Regions from separate parts of the Zea mays genome. Here all the other regions are linked to region 2. Evidence: chromatin contacts called from public Hi-C data. All regions are on one chromosome and are shown on one strand. Each heading gives the region's core, a stretch centred on a gene start, on an enhancer-like site or on the middle of the called end of the contact. The rest is flanking DNA. Distances are from core to core; before and after follow the strand shown.

The links. A called contact is a pair of places that touch in the nucleus more often than the background predicts.
Region 1: a contact with region 2 is called in a Hi-C map of leaf, with 2.8 times the contacts expected there. The contact joins the promoter of LOC100282975 here to the promoter of LOC100281481 in region 2. A contact is called at or near these places in 3 of 25 Hi-C or Micro-C datasets (bundle sheath, leaf and tassel).
Region 3: a contact with region 2 is called in a Hi-C map of leaf, with 7 times the contacts expected there. The contact joins the promoter of LOC109943429 here to the promoter of LOC100281481 in region 2. A contact is called at or near these places in 2 of 25 Hi-C or Micro-C datasets (both in leaf).

What each region holds. Positions count from the first base shown.
Region 1 is chr1:73,897,045-73,899,744 of Zm-B73-REFERENCE-NAM-5.0, reverse strand. It overlaps LOC100282975, which reads left to right and starts at 1,282. Exons shown (of 4, transcript NM_001412253.1): 1 at 1,282-1,429.
Region 2 is chr1:73,425,433-73,428,132 of Zm-B73-REFERENCE-NAM-5.0, reverse strand. LOC100281481 reads left to right here and starts at 1,369. Exons shown (of 2, transcript NM_001154399.1): 1 at 1,369-1,976. The coding sequence starts at 1,803.
Region 3 is chr1:73,778,506-73,781,205 of Zm-B73-REFERENCE-NAM-5.0, reverse strand. It overlaps LOC109943429 (zinc finger BED domain-containing protein DAYSLEEPER-like), which reads left to right and starts at 1,275. Exons shown (of 2, transcript XM_023301290.1): 1 at 1,275-2,700.

The sequences.
Region 1 (2,700 bases), core at 33-2,532, 470 kb before region 2:
GCTCAAGATGAACAAGCTCAAGAAGTTGAAGTGATGAATACGCTCAACCATGCAATGATCAAAGTGGCAATCAAGTTTGAATCGAAGAAAAGCTCAAATTGGAAGTTCAAATCTTATTGTTTATTTAAGTGAAGTTTTGCCACACTATCAAGAGTTTTGCTTCACTAAAGTGTGAGACAAATGAAGATGCTCAAGAAAACCTACAGAGAAACCTAAGGGTCCGAAAGAAGAAAGGGTGAGAATGGAACAAACTCTCAAGCCGATATGTTGTTCAGGTTGGGTTGGCAAGCCAACAAAGCCGATATGTTGCCCAGGTTGGGTTGGCAAGCCAACCAAGCCGGTATGCTAGCTAGTACGGGCCTAGGGGATGGCTAGGTTGGTTTTGGAAATATGGCCAAGCCAACTTCCAATCTTGGCTAGACCAAGTTTGTTGTGCTAACTCAAATGGCTAGCTGAGCTTGGTGGCTAAATACACTTCCACTTCCAAGGCTATTGGTGCACCCCATTCCTCACCCACGACAAGATATCATGTGGGCACTCTCCTCCCTCTTTTTGAGTGTTTGATTAGACAAAGGTCAATCCTTGATTAGAGAGTGATCCAAGCATTGTGAGAGTTTTCTCATTCCTAGTCACTTGAGAAGCATTGTGGATATAGTCTTTAGCTGTGTAATTAATTAGTTTTATAATTACACTATATTTAATACTCGTAAAGTCGTAATAGGTATTCAAACATCTGACGTGGCACAAACTAAACTTTAGTCGCTAGAACCAAACACCCCCCTTTAGTCTTTTTTTGATCAAATGTAGGGCTAAAAAAATCTGTATGGATTTGGCTTTGTGCCGTTATAGAGTCCTTTTTTGTTATCTAAATTTTGCTAATATAAACTAATGGGTAACTTATGTCCAATTTAACAATTTATACCTACTTTTGTTTATTCAATCTGACCGGACTATGTTTTTTTTTTCGGAACATGCAGTTCTTTTCTACCAAAATCCCGCAAAATCTTTTGAACACGCAATCCTTTTAATTTCCCAACCCCTACAGAAATAGGAACTGGTTCTTTACAGAACTCCTGTTAAAGTTCGTACTGTTTGTTTCACAAACCCTACAGAAATACTACGACAATAGTATTCTGAATGACACTTGGAAATCAAGTGCAGCGTTCAGCCATCCATCGCAGTCCAGCGAGGCGAGATGAGGAGCTCCTTCTAGAGAATCCTGTGCCCTGTGATGAGTGGGGGGATAAGGATCAGCGCACCCGCACGTACGGGTGCAGCGGCAGGTAGGACCCCCAGCCTAGAGTTCCTTCTTTACTCCCACTCCCCAGGGTCAGGCAGGCAGGGAGCAGCCACAGCCTGCTAGGGAGAGACGCAGACGGCACATGAAAACTACAAGAAATCCGCTGCGAAACTCCGGATTAAAAATAAGGTTCGTCCTCTTGCACTCCCTGATGTCACCTGCTGCCTCTCTCCAATTCTTTCTTCTTCTCTCCATGTAAAATTATGTCCAAACCCACCCTACTCCCGCGAGCGCATTTATAAAATAAAGGGCACTGATGCCTGCTGTCTTGTTCTGCCCCCCTGTTTTCCTTTTATTCTGCTCCGCTCTGTTCTCCTGCGGGCCTGGCTGCGCCGGGGAGGCAAATGCTTAGCACAGGTAGGGTTCTTGGGGTTCTTTTCGTCTCTAGCTGTGATCTTCGAACTGCTTCTTGATCTGGGCGGAAGAACCAAGAAATACTCACAATTGCGTTCTTGCCTGCTGCTGCATTGTTTCCTAGACTTTGTGGTTAAACTGCTGGGGGGTTGGAGATAATGCTGGTTGATCAGTGTATGTTTACTTATCGATTGAAGGTTTCTTTGTTTGGGGAACGCTGTGCTGGAGATTTCAACTCGTCCGTGTTGTGTCAGCTCGATCGTTTCATCCGTCTGTGCTCATTCTTCTCTTTGAAGCGATGGCGATTGCAGGCCCAGCGTTTCTCATTTTACCTTCGTTGTTTTGTTTCCATGCCACATGTACTGTGCCAGTGCTAAAGTGGATGGAATTTTCTTTGCTCACGGGTTCTCAGCTTTTGGGCCCTGCCCCTTTGGAATTTGGATGCTTTTGCTGTGATTCCGAGAACGAAAAGTTTGTAATCTTTGAATTGGTTTTGGCGCAAATGATGGCCGGCTGCTAGAGCTTGCAGGCTTGCAGCCTTGCACTGTCAGCTTCCCTTTCCCTTGGCTCCCTGCCTTTCCATTCCGGTCCTGCTCTGCTTTTCACCTTCACTGGCATGAGTTAAACGATAAAGAAGATTCCTTTTTCTTTAACATTCTACTTGCTCAGAAGAGAGTACATTTTTTTTATATTACTAGATCTGCCTTCTTGTTTCTTATATCCTTGAGTATTTAAAGGTTTTCCCCATATCTGGACTTTAAGCAGCCTGATCTGCTTTTTTTAGTGGTATGACTATGAGTTGTACTTGCCTTAGTCTCCACCCAGGCTGTATTGTTGTTCATTCTACAGAATTGAGGTGTGAATTTTGTTTGAGATATTTCTACAACATATTGGAAGTTTGAGTTTTCAGATACAAAGTACTGTCCCCTGCATATTTTTTTTTGAAAATGAGCATAGATGGTCATAATTAAGCAGTTTTCGCAGCCAAACATCTTTGAAATCGTCAAACCTGAAATTTGACAGCTTAACTATGTTTGTCTTCTCTT
Region 2 (2,700 bases), core at 120-2,619:
CTTCGATGGCTTCGACCGCGAGCTCAGGCTCGCCCCACCTAACCCCAGCAAGGACTACTTCGATGAACCTCGAAGCATGGAGACCTCAACCAAACCTCCGCCCCACGCAGGACCACGGTCGTGTCAACCAGGCCCAGGGCTATACTGGCACATGTGACCTAGCCGACTAAGACAACACCCTTGGCACGACGGACTCCATTGTCCATGTTACCCACCTGGGAGTGGACCCAGATCACTCGGAGAAAAGGAGCGGAAAGCCTTAGCACCACCATAGCCGTGGGAGCAAAACCGAAGACTATCCCGCACGTCCCACCCGCATGGGAGACGACCGGATCACGAGAGGCGACTCCAAGCTCTTACTTCCCAGATGTCCTCTTTATCCAGGGAAGAATAGAGGACACTCCCATCTTCGACGATGAGGCCACCGTACCGGAGGAGGAGCCCTCGTAGTGTGAGGCGCATCAACGTCGGAACAGGCACCAGAACGTTCGACGTCATCACAAGGTTGAAGAGCAGGACCCCGCTCAACCCGTATCTCGAGACGAGGCATCCGAAGCAGGAGAAACTCCTGACGACAGGGCGCTCCGCGAACACCGAAACTCTCGATGCTGTGATCGCCATTAGCCTGTCATGCCCAGGAGCGCGAGCGGGAACGAGCGGAGCACGATGCCAGACACTAGCGCGACAATCCACTCCTTCCCCGGAACCTGCTACCCGACTTCGCTCGAGCCTTACACACGCCGAGTGAAAGTTGACGGAGTTCCGGCTCAAATCGCCAACGGCCTGCCCCATACTCCAGACGCGGAGGGCTACCGACAGATCCTTACCCAGGCGGCAAACCATCTTCTTTCCCCACTCATCCGGGTCCAGACATACGCCACATCATCAACAATTGGCGAGACGCGCGAAGCAACATCAATGTTTCGCGCGATGTTGGCATGAAAACGAGATAAGACGGTAGGAAGAATACGATCACGATCACAGCGTGACCAGCACGGTCGCGCGGCAAGGATGAAATCTGCAGCGGCCTCTACAAACAGCCCAGCACCAGACATATCGGTTTGGTAGAGGCTACGTAACCCTCAACCTCAGTCACCTCCCAGGACCGCCATCGCGACTGTTCAGCACATTGTGGTTTTTAATTTAACCAGGGACCTCGGGGGACCGCCATCTCGACCCATAACAGGCCTTAAAAAATTGAGATAATTGAGCTGCTGGCTGCTGCTCAGCACAGTGGCTTGCGAATGCGAAGCTGCAGCTGCATGCTGCAAAACCAAAAACCGGGAACGCGAATGGTACGAGGCCACGGGGAGGGTGAAAATGAACAGAGACGCATGACTGGAAAGGGTGGCTTTTGCTGACTTTCGTTTTACGCCAGCGAGTGAAGAACTACTTCCTCCCTCCCTTCTGCCTTCTCCCCTGCCCCCTCTCTCATCACTCTCAGATCTCTCCCTCCCCCTCCCTCCTTCCCTTCATCTCTCTGAATTCTGCACACCTCGCCGTCCACGCATTCCGCGCTCGCCCTCGCGGATCCGGCAGCCCTTTCTTCGCCGTCGTTCTTGCCTCCGCTGTCCTGCTCTCCTGGAGGCTGCTGTTGGGTCACCAGTGGCTGGACTCGACCCCGCGGCCTCCGGGGGGTGGGTTCGCTGGATGGTTATCGCCTCCTGATCCATCCGGACCCCGGATCCTCTGCAAAGGCACCGCCTTTGTGGGTTGGGTTCTCTGCGCCCATGCAGAAGGGTTTGGCGCGTCGGCGGTGAGGCAGGGCTCTGGTTTAGTTCTTGCGTTGGACTAGTCCGGAGATGCTTCGTGGAACGGGGTACGGGGGCGGCGATGCGCGGAGGCGGGCACTGCGCTCGTCGCGGCGGCATCTGCCGGGGTGGATCTGGTGGCTTCTCGGGATCTTCCTCCTCGTCGGGCTCATGCTCTTCGTCCTGCACCACAACCAAAAGGAGCAGTTCCGGCCGCCCGTCGTGGTGAGTGTGGCAGACCTGGTCTTGTGTAGCTTTCAGATTGCTCAATTCGGCGAGATCTTCCGAAAGATCCCTGCTTTGCTGTTATTGATGAAGAATTGTGAGAAATTAGGTGTCTCTATTTATGTTCTTGTCACCTGCTTCTGCTACGTGGATCTCGATTAGCACTATGATTTGGTGATCTTTTAAGTGTACGCGAGAATGCTCATGCTTTCATGTTGTTGACCTGTATTTACACGCACTGAATGTTATCTATGTTTGTAGAGCACGAGGTTTTGACATTATGTGCAGAGTATGGCTGGGTGGTAGGCTCTTGAGTATCAGAGTACAATTTTTTGCCCTAGATCTTTATTGCCATATTTCAGTATTGGATCCTTTGAAGGTTAGTATGGAGTCATCCACTTTGCCATTTTATGGAAATTTTAGTTACCACATACTATTTCGTTGATGGTAGAAAGTGTTTGTAGTTTATCATGATTGGTTGTTAGAAATGGCAAACATGGTATGTGATTCTAGGAGTTGGTGTGTCATGATATGTGATAGTCTGTCCCTGTACTTTTTTGGTGATCCGTTCAAGTACTTAGTTAGGGTGTCGTTCTCACAAGGTGGTTTCACATCCTATCTGTTAATAACAAATACTATCCACACACTAGGAAGATGAGTGTTTTCTTTTCATCCGGGGTGGACATGTACTGGAGAAATTTAATCTGTATTATACATTAATATT
Region 3 (2,700 bases), core at 26-2,525, 350 kb before region 2:
CTCGCAGACGACACCAAGAGGGCTAGAGCGACCCAGGGGCAACAAGCCGAGGACTCCCTAGTTGAATATAAGTCCCAACTGTAAAGTCCACCCTTGAGATAGAAAAGGGTGGAACAATCTCCCTTCTACACATAAGCACATTGGTTGTTACATGCTCCTGGGCAATACAACTATTAGCACTATAGTGGACTAGGGCCTCGGCCTTAACCAGTAAAACCTTGTGTCTTAGTTCCTAGCTCGGATCCTCGTGATCCACCATTTAGAGTAAGTTCGCACTTGCATCCCCCACCGAACACAAATCTAATGTCACCGGTTTCTGAAACCACGACAGTTGACATGCCAGATAGGGGCTGCAAGCGTGCCAAAGCGACTTTTTTCACTCTGATGGCCAGCTATTTAGCGTTTGCCGGGGGCAAGACTTTCGCTCCCGGGAACCAGATCAACTTCGGCTCCCTCGACTTTCTCGCCCAAGAGACCAGTGAACTCCGCCTCGTTAGCCACAATGTGGCCAATGCCATATGCCCGGGGCCTAATCATTCCACCCGGACCAAGGCATAAAAATGACGCATCAAAAGGTGCGCCGCCGCCCTCAAGCAGCGGCGCCTCAACGCATTGCCGCTGCCGCTAAGCGGCAGACGGAAGCAATCCCACCATCAGCCATTATGCCCATCGTCAGTCGCCAACCTGCATCCATCCTCGACCTCCTCAAGGGCGACTAAAGCAGTGCCTCGACGGACCCTAGCTTGGACTCCGACGAGGCACAAAAAAGAGCCTGCTTCGTGGCCATGCCACCATGAGGCTACAATGGAGGGAGAGACTTGGAATCCCCCAACCAAGAAGAAGAATACCAGCGCCAGTGTCAAGCACACATCCTCGCCTGCAAGGCTGTCCTCTGACAGCAGGAGGAGGAGCTTGACGCACTTGTCGAGAGGTGAACGGGTCGTGCCTTCTCATAGTGTTGTGGCCTGTCTCCAAACAGCATCCTCACCCACGCTAGGCCGAGTTGCTGTACACCCGACCGGGCCACCGTGGAGCTAGGCCTGGGCATAAAACCCGATACCCGAATCCCGAACCCGAAAAACCCGAACCCGATAAGCCCGAACCCTAAAAACCCGAAATCTAATTTGGGTATAACCTCCCGGTACCCAAAATTTTATAGCAAATTTCGGGTTCAATTAACCGGTACCCGAATAGTTAACCGGTACCCGAATAAAACACTAGGCCTACCGACGCGTACATGCCCATTAGGTCTGGTGGGCTGCGGCTGCTCCATCTCCAATTCTCCATCCAACATGGCAACATCCCAGGCTGGTAGCACCATAGCAGCAGGCCAGCAGCCGCGTGTCCACATCCTAGGCTCCCAGCAGCCGCTGCCGTAACCTAGCAGCCGCCGTCGTCCACATCCCAGCAGCCGCTGCCGCCTGCCGTCTAACCTAGCAGCCGAGCGCCCGAGCGTGCCGAGTTGCCATCGACCGTCGCCCGTCGAACCGCACCGAGCGCCTAGCAGGCTAGCAGCAGGCAGTAGCCGCCAGCCCGCCATCCATCACCAGTTCCCCACTGCTCCGCGTTGTCCTGCCAGGCTGCCACTGTCGAGTGCCGACCACATCCCAGCCGTGGAGGCGCCCAGGCCGTGAGCCGCGGAGCACGGTGCACGACTGCACGCCCGGCCGCCCGCGACCTGTGCTCGCCTGCACCACCAATTATTTGAAGCCAACATTGAAGAACGGCACCAACATCAGAGGAATCTTGCAACATATGTGCTAAGTGCTCAGTGCTTATTTTTTGTTCTAGCAGATTTGATTAGTAGAAACAAGTCTTGGTCACGCAACAAGCATATGTGCAGTAACACAACAAACATAGAACTAGCGCAATTAGCACTACCTTTGCTTGTCATTTAGTATCTAATTTTCCTACTGAGTATGACAACAGATAAAAAACAGCTCGGGCACAATGAATATGTGCAGTATCCAACAATGAAGATTATTATTTCTTTAATAATAATTTTCCTACCTTTGTTCTAGCAGATTTCTTACTATGTGTTTCCTTTTTAATACTCCCTTCGTCCCAGTATATAAGGCGTAACCACCTCTGGTTCAAAGACCAAGAAATGCATTTAATTGTCTCTATATCACTGCATCGATATACGTATGCATAGAGAGAGCACGCCTTATATTGTGGGACAAGAATAAAAAGTGGTTACGCCTTATATCCTGAGACGGAGGGAGTAGATGCCTGAACCTGAAGACATATTGGACAAGGGCATGGAATCAGTGGGCACTGGCACTCTAGAAAATGATGAGACACAAACACAACCATCACAATCACAAGGGGCTACTGATCAAGAGGTGGTTGACCTTGACAAGAATTGTGCACAACATGAAAGGAAGAAGATGGCACCAAGATCAGATGTGTGGAACCATTTCACCAAGATCAAAGATGATAAAGGCATTATGATAGCTGCAAAATGCAAGTATTGCCATCGCAACATGAAATCGGACTCCAAGGGACATAGTACATCTGCCTTGAAGAGACACCTTCAAAGTTGCAAGCACAATCCTAACAAGTTTGAAAAAGATGGAAAGCAAGGATATTTACAAGCAATACAAGGGGAAGGTGTTTCTACTTGGAGGTTTGATCAAGATGCGCTTAGGGAGGCCTTCGCTGAGATGATTATTGAAGATAAGCTGCCTTTTGCTTTTG